Linked DNA regions of Mus musculus: region 1 is linked to region 2. A link is a contact called in public Hi-C data. All regions are on one chromosome and are shown on one strand. Each heading gives the region's core, a stretch centred on a gene start, on an enhancer-like site or on the middle of the called end of the contact. The rest is flanking DNA. Distances are from core to core; before and after follow the strand shown.

Region 1 (5,039 bases), core at 1,965-4,464, 660 kb before region 2:
TTCCCTCATCGGTGCTCACTGATCATGATCAACATTAGCCCACCCCTGGACATTCTGAAGGTCTAAAGTGGGACCTGAGGACCTGCATTTCTGATGCATCCCCATGTGACAGACCTCCACCTGCAGGACCACAGCAAATATCCCCTAGACATCCTACCATCAAGCAAGTGTCAGAACGACCGAAGATGGCAAGGAGCCTTTGACCCCGTCATCCAACCTTGACTCGGCAATAAATCCCTGTTCTCCTCCACGGTGACCCCAGTTAATCTTCAGGAGGCAGTGAGGCCGACTGGAGAAAAAAAGAAATGTAAAGGGAGACGCAGGCTGCATTCTGTTGCCAGTGTGAGCTTGGATGAATCATTCTGTTTCTCTAAGCCTCAGTTTGCTCCTCTGTAAGTGGGTATAAGAATCTCCTCTTGATGCTTAGGAGACAGCTCAGTCAGCAAAACGCAAGCACCAGCACCTGGGAGGCAGAGATAGGAGGAGAGCTGGGGCCTGCTGACCCACCAGCCTAACCTACGGGCAAGCTCCAGGCCAGGGAAACACTCTATTACCAAATAAAGGAGTGAACCAGAGGTTGATCTCTGTCTCTAGATGGATGCGCATGCACATCCAGCTCCAGCTTTTAGATGAATGGAAAGATCAAAATTATAAATGTGTGTGTGGGGGGAGGGGGGAGGATCAAAGAAACCAGAAGGGTCAGGGATATCACAAGAACACAACTGGAACTCTTAGTTGCTCAGAGAGAACGTGGTAGATATCAGGGAACATGTATAGATCTGACCTAGGTTCTCTGTATTTATCTGATGGCAAGTAGCTTGGTGTTCTTGTGAGATTCCTAACAGTGGGAGCAAGGGGTGGGGGGCTGTCCCTGACTTGTTTGCCTGCTTGTGGGAACCTATCCCTTCTGCTGGGTTGCCACGTTCAGCCTTGATGTGATGGTATATGTTTCATTGTTGCTTGTTTTTGCCATGTTTGATTAATGTCCCCGGGAGCCCTGCTCATCTGAGGGGAGGAGGGGAGGGTCAGTGTGTGAATCTGGGGTTGAGGGAAGGAAGAGGAGAGAGACTGGTGAGGAGCAGCGTATGGCTGTGGTGTACAAATGAAGCAGGAAGGGCTGTGACGTAACTGGCATAACATGAATGAAAGTCTATATTCGACCCGAGCCTGGAAAGTTCTAGCATCACTACTATCACCACACACCACCTGCAAGCTGCTACCCCGTCTCCAGAAGCCATGATGGCAGTACTGCTCTGCATTAGCGGTGATCCGGCAAGCTTACCTGCAGCTGTTTGTGATGTGGGCCAGGCACAGGGGAGATGGTTCAAGTTACTGGTCCACCAAGAGACTGATAGACACTGGAGCCTGCAGAGAGAACTGACCTGGAGCTAGGAATAAGGGACTGTCAACTCCTATGTGCTTTGGAGAAGCAGGAATCTCTCTTCTGCATCCCAGCCCTGATGGACAGAGCCCTGAGCATCAGAGAGTCTGGCTACATTCAAAGTAGGGCTGCACCACCTACATGGCTGGGTATCCTCCAGAATCCACACTCCCCCTGAGCCTCCAAGACTTTGCCTGTGAGGGGAAGTTAAAAGCTATGCTGTTTCTGACATAAGAGGTGTAATGAAATAGCCTAGGTTTGCATGTTGCCGGAGGCCTGTTGGCATCTACAAAGGCTCCCAAAGTCCCTGTCAGCTAATTAGTATCCTTCACATTGGAAAGGCAAGGTACAGAATCAGAGGTGCACAAAGCTCAGTTGGTTGCACATCTGATCCTGAGTTATCTGTTAACTTGTAACTGAGGAGATGGCCTTGTGGGTAAAGTTTTTCCTACACAATCATGAGGACCAGAGCTCAGACCACCCAGAGCCCATGCCAAAAGCTTGGTGTGATCATGCCTGTAAACCCAGTGGCAGGTTAAGAGTGGAGACAGGGAGAACCAGGGCCTTGCTGGCCTGCCAGTCTAGCAGAGACCTAAACAGTGAGCTCCTGGTGAGAAATGAACATTTCAGATCATGAGAACTAAAGTAGAAAGACAGGCAGAAAGGCAATCAGCCTTTAGCTCTGACATCTGGACATATTCACTAAGACAAAGGGACATGCACATACACACACACACACACACACACACACACACACACACACACACACCATGATGGTGGTGGTGGTGGTGGTGGTGGTGGTGGTGGTGGTGGTGGTGGTGGTGGTGAGATAACATAAAACTTAGCCATCTTTAATATCTCTAATTGCTGTGATGTCAGTGAGCATACTCACACTGCTGTGTAACTGCCATCTACCCGTCTGCAGAAACATTTGCCATCTGTCTCTCACTCTCTGTGTGTCCTTGTCTCTTATTCTTCCCTTGCTACTTCTCCAATTCTTCTTCTTCTGTGATGCTTGGAGTCAAACCCAGAGTCTTGTGCATGCCAAGCAAGAGCCTTTCCACTGAGCCACACACCCCATCCCCTCCTTGTCATTCTCAAATAAAGAGTAAGCAGGGGTTTCACTTCCATTCCCAGGAACTTAAGAGCTCCGTGAAACGAATAGTGGTTGCTCCAGAAAGACAAGGATCAAGGTTAAGGGAGGACTGAGCTGAAGGGACACGGAACACTATCTGGCCCACCCCCTCTGGGGCCTCCACCAGAGCCCCAGGAATCAGCGAAGACTGATCAAGGTAGCACACACCTGTAATTTAGCAGAGAAGGCTAAATTAGGGGGATTTCCAATTCAAGGCCAGCCTGGGCTACCAAGCCCCCACAACAGGAAACCTTGTTTATTTACAAGTTCACTTATTCCCCTGAGCCTCCCTCTCCTCATCTGTAGACTAGGAAGAGAAACAACACCTGTGTCCAGTTTTGCTAACTGATAACAAAAAGTGGCAGCTCTTTGCTCTCTAGGTGTTAGCCAGTGTTAGCCATGAGGATTGCAGTACCCTGCATTCACTCCCCAGCCTCCTAGTGCAGTAGAAATCCATGCTCCTGGCCTCCTTAGGCAACTAAATCCATAGTAGGACAGGAAGCCTTCCCCAGCGGAGAAGCCCAGCCTACCAGGGCGAGTCCACTTCTCTGACATATTCCTGAGATTGCCCCTCCCCCAGAAGATACTGCAGACAAGAGAGAATCACCCCGAAAATCTGCCCATCAACCCAGAGTCAGGCCCCAATCTGACCAATCGCATGTGTTCCCACTGTGGTGGTTTCCTAGGTAACCAGCGCTTCTGTACCAACTCAGGGAGACTGGGTGCTGGGAGAGGAGAAGCTGGGAAGAAAGAAAGATCTGTGAGGAGACCTTCAGAGACAGGGACAAGGCAACAGGGACAGTCGTGGGGCAGGCGGGAGGACCAGAAGAAGGAAGGAGGGAGCCACCTCTGGCCATTTTTTATGCACATGCATGCACATGCAAGCACACACTTTTTTCTTTAAGGAAAAATGACTAAAACCATACTATAAAAAGGAAGATCCCAGATGGTAGGATTTCTCAGTGACACCCTCTCTCTTAGTTCATTCAAGCTGCTGTGCCAAAGTGCCATGTGCCAGGGGCTTGTAAGCCACAGAAACTTTCTTCTCACTGTTGTGGATGCTGGAAAGTTGAAGCCCAAAACACAGGCAGATTGTGTTCATCCAGGCCCCTTCCTTATAGACCCTGTCTCCTCACAGTAACTTCACATAACACAAAGGACCTCTCTTCTTAAAGGGAGCACCTGCTATCTCAACATTGTGGCTTTATCATTTGCCACAGACCCCACCTCCTGATGCCCTCATTATGGAGTAGGTTGCAAGAGAGAAAGGGTGGTGGAGCAGATCTTACAGACATTGCACCCTGCCTTGTAAGATCACACTTCAACAGTGAAATTCACATGCGTGTGCGTGTGTGTGTGTGTGTGTGTGTGTGTGTGTGTGTGTGTGTGCGCGCACACACACACACACACACACACAAGAGCCTTTTGCCACTGTGAGTCATTCTGGAAGCTAGGTTTCTCAATGGCCCAGTCACAATATTTGTTAGAACTTGGGCTATCTGCCAGAATTACTTGCATAACTTCCAGTGGGACACAGAGAGGATGAGGAAAGTCACCAAGCCCCAGTCCCCAGATGGGAATCAGCCTGCTCTGGCTGGCCAAAAGTTCATATGAGCCTTGTGCTTTAAGGAGACTATCACCACGACCCAGAGCAGCATGTAAGTAGGCTGACTGTCCTTATGTGAGTTCTCTCCTGGGAAACTTTCCTTAAAGATGGCAAGGCAATGGGAAAGAGATGGCCCCTCCACCAGCTCGGTTCTGGGAATCAGAACTCCAATCCTTCAGCTTGATTAGCCAGTGCTGTAACCAGTGAGCGAGACTCTCCCTTTCCCCACAAGCAGTATTTTCCCAAGCATCTCCGATGCAGAAGGCACAATGGTGCGTGGCATATTACACATGCAACATTGTATCTCTACAGAGAGTGTGGTCGGCCTGTTGCACAGATAGAGAAACCAAAGTGTAGGAAAGTGAAAGCAGCTTTCAATGGTAGGTACCACAGGCAGGGGAGCTGAGGCACAGGGAGGTAAAAGCATGAACACATGTGAGGCTCCCATGAGTTCAGTCTGGACTCAGGGTTCTAGCCCTCAGAGCTCCCGTGTTGAATCCTACAGCCACTGGATTCCTCCAGAATACTGGCCTTACCCCCAGCTAATCTGGAACGGCACTGTGTTGAAGAAGTTAAAAAGACGATATCAGTCTGCACAGGAAATGCCAGTGTCCATGGGTTTGAAGGGGTGATGTCTGCATGAGATATGAAGTTAGGGAGAGATCAGTAGAGGATAGCAGAGGGTGGAAGGTGAGAACAGGACTCCTGAGCCGAGTCAACGGCAAGAGGGTCTCCACCAAAATCTCGGTGGAGGCGGGCTATAGCAGGAGCAGTCCACAAAGTGAACATGGGGTCCTAGCCGTATGACAGATGTCAGGCTCTACCCTGAAGACTGGGCAAGCCACTCGGGGCACAAGCCACTCGGGGCATCTGCCTAGGAGAGCAACCATTTGATCAGACTTACCTCTCAGGACGAT
Region 2 (5,146 bases), core at 1,159-3,658:
GGGCTACTTAAACATGATCTGAAATCTGCATAGAAACAGAAGAAAATATAAAACACATGACACATAACTTGCAACACACAACTAAAGGTGTAAAAACTAAGCTTAGAAAATGGACTTGATGGACTAACAATGAAGACAGTGATTGATTGCATTGGGCCATGGGATTTGGGCCTCCTCCCATTTGGGGTTGGTCCACAGCTTTTACAATTGCAGGGTAATGTTTGAAAACACAGAAATAAAAACTTCCTTAAGAAGTGTCAACTAGCCAGAGATGACAGAATTCTGCTCTAGCTGAGTCTGACAGCACACCCCTGCCATGCTAGCACTAGAGAAGCTAAGGCAGGGGGGTCCCAATCAAAGACCAGACTAGACCATATAGGAAGAAAGAACCTGCCTTAAAAAGAATTCCACCTCAGAAAACACATGTGCAGTTTTAACCTGTGAACACGCAATCCGTGTTGACGGGCAAAGCATGAGCAGGCCTAGGCTTAAGTTCACATACAGATCGGTAAACAAAGTCATCCCTTAAGTTGTTTACAGCTTACTTGAAAATAAACTCTTAAGCAAAAATGAAAAATGCCAACACTTCCAAAAGAAACTAACAGTAACAAATTGACTCTCCATTTGGTTCTGAAATAAAAATATCAAGCACCTTCACCTTCCTGGATGTCACCAGCAGCCTCTGCATCCCCTGCAGAACCTCAGAAGTGCCCACCATCAGCTCAGCCTGCTGCACTTCCATCACCCAATACCTGGCAGGACATTAACATCTGGGCACCAGACCTGTGCAGTCTGGGTCTCGCCTCTAGAAAGCCTAACTTAATTAGTCTGGAAGGTGGCCTGGGCCTAATAGTTCTGTAAGCTTCCCCTGGGGACTGAAATGTGCAGCCAGAGCTAAGCAGCATGGTTAGCACTTTAACCCAGAGAATTCTTTATTAGAACGTTAGTTATGTCTGAGCAACACCAAGCCAGATGAACTCCAAAAAGTGACTGTAGCCTTGAGGTGTAGGAATAAATTACTTCCATGGTCCCAGCTCTGGCTAAGGATACCTGCAGGGGCCTCTGGGTGGCACTTATCAGCATTAACTCTTGCAAAAAAATCTATAAGAGTAAGACTGTTTCACCCTGGCTTTCCAAAGGAGAAGCATTAGGCACTAAGTGGCCATCTGCCATCCCACATCCACTGGGAACAGAGGCTCCTATGTAAATAAGTATTTCCTTAAATGGTGCCTGAGGCACCTCCCTCTACCCCAGCCTCAGACAGAGCTGACAATGGTAGCACACTCTTGTAATCCTAATATTTTCAAGGCTGAGGCAATGGGACTCTGAGTTCAAGGCCAGCCTAGGTTATACACTAAGTTCAAGAACATCAAGAACAACCTGGGCTATCTACCAAGCTTCTGCCAAAACAAAAACAAAAACCAAACAAACCCAAAGACTAAAGTAAACTGACGCAAAACTAATCCCACCCCTGCCCCACATCATGCCACACTTACACCTGAGCATGGCTGGCGCACAGAATCACTCAGCCAAATGTTTAACATCTGTGTCTATACACCCCATCCCACCCCACCCACCCCTCTTCAATTTAAACACATAGGCTCACGCAGCCATGCTCTGTTCATTTCTAACTGATAAAGCTTACCACAAAACAGCTGCTCTTTGAAGAGTTAACAAATGAACAAGGTAAACTACAGAGCCTGGAAGAACTCCGGCAGCACCAGACTACAGGTGAGCAGTTTCCACTGAGACAGATCTTTGCCTATCCTGATGCTTGGGCCTAACACACAAGTCCCGACTTATACATGGATTCCCCTGCTCTCAGCTGCAAGTTAGGGACCTGGGGCTGCTGCTGAGCATGGAGCAAAGGTGGGACTCTCAGCTCATCACACCAGACAAGTGACTCGTCCAGTAGCCTGAATGAGGGAGGCAGAGGGAAGGGTGACTGGACACAGTAGGTGCTCAGAAGATCACGTGGGGAATCAGGTCAAGAGGATGACTAAACATACATTCTGCAGTGTTTCTGCCAATGGTCCTGAGAAAAAGGACAAGGGAAAAGGCTGAGGCAGGGATTCTCTTGGTGGCAATGCTGCCCCCTTCAGGTGTGGGATAAGTAGGCATGCCTGGCGGCATAGTCAGGCCAAAATGTAGAGTAGGCTGAAGACACCATTCCTTCTGAGAGGCTGGGGCAGTACACAGTGCTGGCTCGGCCTCCTAGGGCCATCTGTAGGAGACTGGTGTAGAATCTGAACCTGGAGCCGCCTCTCACAGATGCTGACAGCCCTTCTCCTCTGGGGTCTGCTGCACTCTGCATTTTCATTCCGTATTTGCTATAAACAGCCACTCTGGTCCTCCCTCTCTATGTGCAAGCTGTGGACCAGGAAGTGCTTTATAAGCTGTGGGTTGGGCCTTATTCGCCAGATACTGAGGCCTAGTGAGGAAGTCTGAGTCTTTGCTCTAGTTTAGAGACCTGTCTTGCTCACTTCCGTACTGGAGTGACTCAGCACTTTCTGCTTAAGCCTGCCTTTGCCTAGCTACCACTGATGTAGAATAACTTTATTGGCTCTGTCAGTCACCCTATACCCTACGGCATCCTTCCCCGCCCTCTACATCATCTCACCTCACCAAAAATCCCCACCTCTTTCTTCAACCCTATATAAAGGAAAGACTGCTACAATAAAACAAGTTCCTGCTCTGACAGACTCCCGGCCTGGGTGTGTTTGTTTTGGGCTGCAACAGTCACCATCCCACTCAGCCCTGGAGAGACTAGGCTGGCCCTGCCAGCAGAGAGCTGGCATCTGTGGTTCACTCTGTCCCAGAACTATCCTAACCAATGTAGAACAGAGTCTGCTTCTATTATGAATGGCTTCTTGTTCATTTCTCTTTCACATAAACTATAAGCTAGCTTCCTAAATCACTTGTGTTATATGTATGTTATATTAGTTATGGACATTAGGAGTGTCACCAAGAATGTTTACAAAAAAGGAACAGCAAATCTGCTAGCATGAAGTCCAAAGACGGCAAAATAGATGACTAACAAGGTCACTAGAGGTCACAGTTTGTGAGACATAAACCACAGAAAGCAGCCAGAGGAGGTAGCATAGTGTACTCACTCCTGTCAGATTCCACTGAGGGCTGTCGGCCCAACGCCACTAATACATTAATTTGGAACATCTAAAGCACCTAAATGGGATGGGGAGGAATCACCATGGGAAGTCTACAGTCACTGCTGCCCATCTAGGGAAGTCCTCTCCAGCCCCACACTCACTCCTGCAGTTCAGAAAGGAAAGGATGCCACCTCCTGGATACAGGGAGCGTTGATCTGGGCCTGAGAGCAAGAGATGCCTGCTGCTGGGGAGACGAGGTGAAGTGGCTGGGCACAGCACAGCCATGGTCTGTTACAGATCCTCTAGTCACCATGAGAGAAGATCAAACCTGATAATGAAGCCAACTGCAAGAAAAAGGATAGAGAGATGTGGAGAAACAGGTCTCCTTCACAGCAGGAGTTCCCTAGCCACTCCACTGCCCTTCTTCAGAGGCCTCTAAGTGGGCTTCTGTCATCCATGAATGCTCTCACTAGCTAAAGCTAAAGTAGAAGGGATTTCCAGAAAGCTTCACTTCCCAAATGGTGAGCAAAATAGTCTTGGAACAGGTAACAAGCAAGTCCAAGAGCTCCCTAGAACTGAGCTATAACTAAGAAGAGCCCAGTGGGCATTCCTTGGAGATAACTTGGGTCAGGTCACACCACCACTAGCCCCACAACACTTCCCTCCCTCACCAGACCAACTTCACTGAGACCTATTTGAGCCAGGCATTACGTCAGCGGTAAGAAAAACCAGGTGAGCACAAGAGCATGCCCCTCCTGAGGAAGCCTCTGGCCTAAATTTGAGCCTTTGGTGGCAGTACGCTATTGTCACTGCTAGTAGTAACTGTTGTGCAATGCTGGTGCCTGAGCATGAGCACCACGGAGAGCCCTTACCTGGGTAGGTCAGGAGATGCTGGACACAACCTTCTGCTGATGAATGTTCTTAAAGTGACAAGAAACAGAAACCCAACTCCAGTTCATCTCAAGAGCAGTGGGGATTCATCAGCCCACACTGTGAGAAGGTCCAGAGAGGCCTTCAAGAGTAGGTTGGAGCCGGGCGGTGGTGGCGCACACCTTTAATCCCAGCACTTGGGAGGCAGAGGCAGGTGGATTTCTGAGTTCAAGGCCAGCCTGGTCTACAGAGTGAGTTCCAGGACAGCTGGGGCTATACAGAGAAACCCTGTCTTGAAACAAACAAACAAACAAACAAAAAGAGTAGGTTGGCCCAGCATCCCAGTGAATCCTGAAACCCAGCTCTCTTGCCCACCGCTCCTCATTTGAGTGCCTGCATACCCTCACCCTATGCTGTCTTCCCTCATGAGAACACAATGGCCAAGGCAGCTCTAGGCTTCATACCCCAACAGAAAGTTACCCAGAAGAGAGAGCCATCCAACAGACAAGAGATGAGCTCCCACCAAAGTTCTGAAGACCCACCCCTGTCTCCATGGCAAAATTAGACCACATGTCATTTCTGAAACAGTCTAGGAACCCTGCAGCAATCTTGCTGGAAGGAGATGGAATTACCTTGACCAAATTAGATATGTTAGACCTGAGCTGGAACCCGGAAAATGTCAGTTTCTGCCACTCCTGTGTAACTTTAATGCTTTCAAATCCTTTTTAATGATGGTTCTTAAACACTTTAACCTCTCTTACAGCCCACCACTCACCAGAGGTAGTGGGAAAGAAAGGATATGAGGGGCGGGCTTATGGACCTGTTTAGAAAGGTTCTTTGGAGCAACTCCCATCTGTGTTATCTAGAAATAGCAGTTCAGTTCACAGGTCAGCAGCAGCAGCTTGCTCTACTCACAAACACTTCACAGACATACAGCAGTCCAGGTTGGTAGCGTCGAGATAACAAACACAAATCAGCAGCAGTGGCGCTACCTAGCAGAGACAGCCAGGCCTCAGCCTCTGCACAAGTCAGCAGGAGGCACCAGGGCCAACAGGAATGCCAGGAAAAGTTCTCAGCTGTGCCAATCTCAGTGAAATGAAGATCAGCAAAGCGAGACCACCAAGTGAGTCCTTTTTATACCCTCCAAACATCCCGTGTCCTCCCCGGGT

What was found. A called contact is a pair of places that touch in the nucleus more often than the background predicts.
Region 1: a Hi-C map of cerebral cortex shows a contact between it and region 2, with 1.7 times the contacts expected there. The contact joins two enhancer-like sites. A contact is called at or near these places in 2 of 484 Hi-C or Micro-C datasets (cerebral cortex and cortical neurons) and 2 of 115 datasets of contacts at active chromatin or transcription factors (embryonic basal ganglia and embryonic stem cells).

Annotation. Positions count from the first base shown.
Region 1 is chr16:12,113,611-12,118,649 of GRCm38.p6, reverse strand. The region is part of intron 2 of Shisa9 (shisa family member 9); the gene reads right to left. Among named protein-coding and RNA genes, the nearest start is that of Shisa9, 130 kb to the right of the region's middle. Within about 2 kb of position 3,214, at least 24 of the 459 cell types and tissues checked have an H3K27ac peak or open chromatin away from gene starts, as enhancers often do. A contact at or near this core is called in cerebral cortex, where this site is marked.
Region 2 is chr16:11,453,838-11,458,983 of GRCm38.p6, reverse strand. All of the region lies in intron 13 of Snx29 (sorting nexin 29), which reads right to left. Among named protein-coding and RNA genes, the nearest start is that of Gm32100, 130 kb to the left of the region's middle. Within about 2 kb of position 2,408, at least 253 of the 459 cell types and tissues checked have an H3K27ac peak or open chromatin away from gene starts, as enhancers often do. A contact at or near this core is called in cerebral cortex, where this site is marked.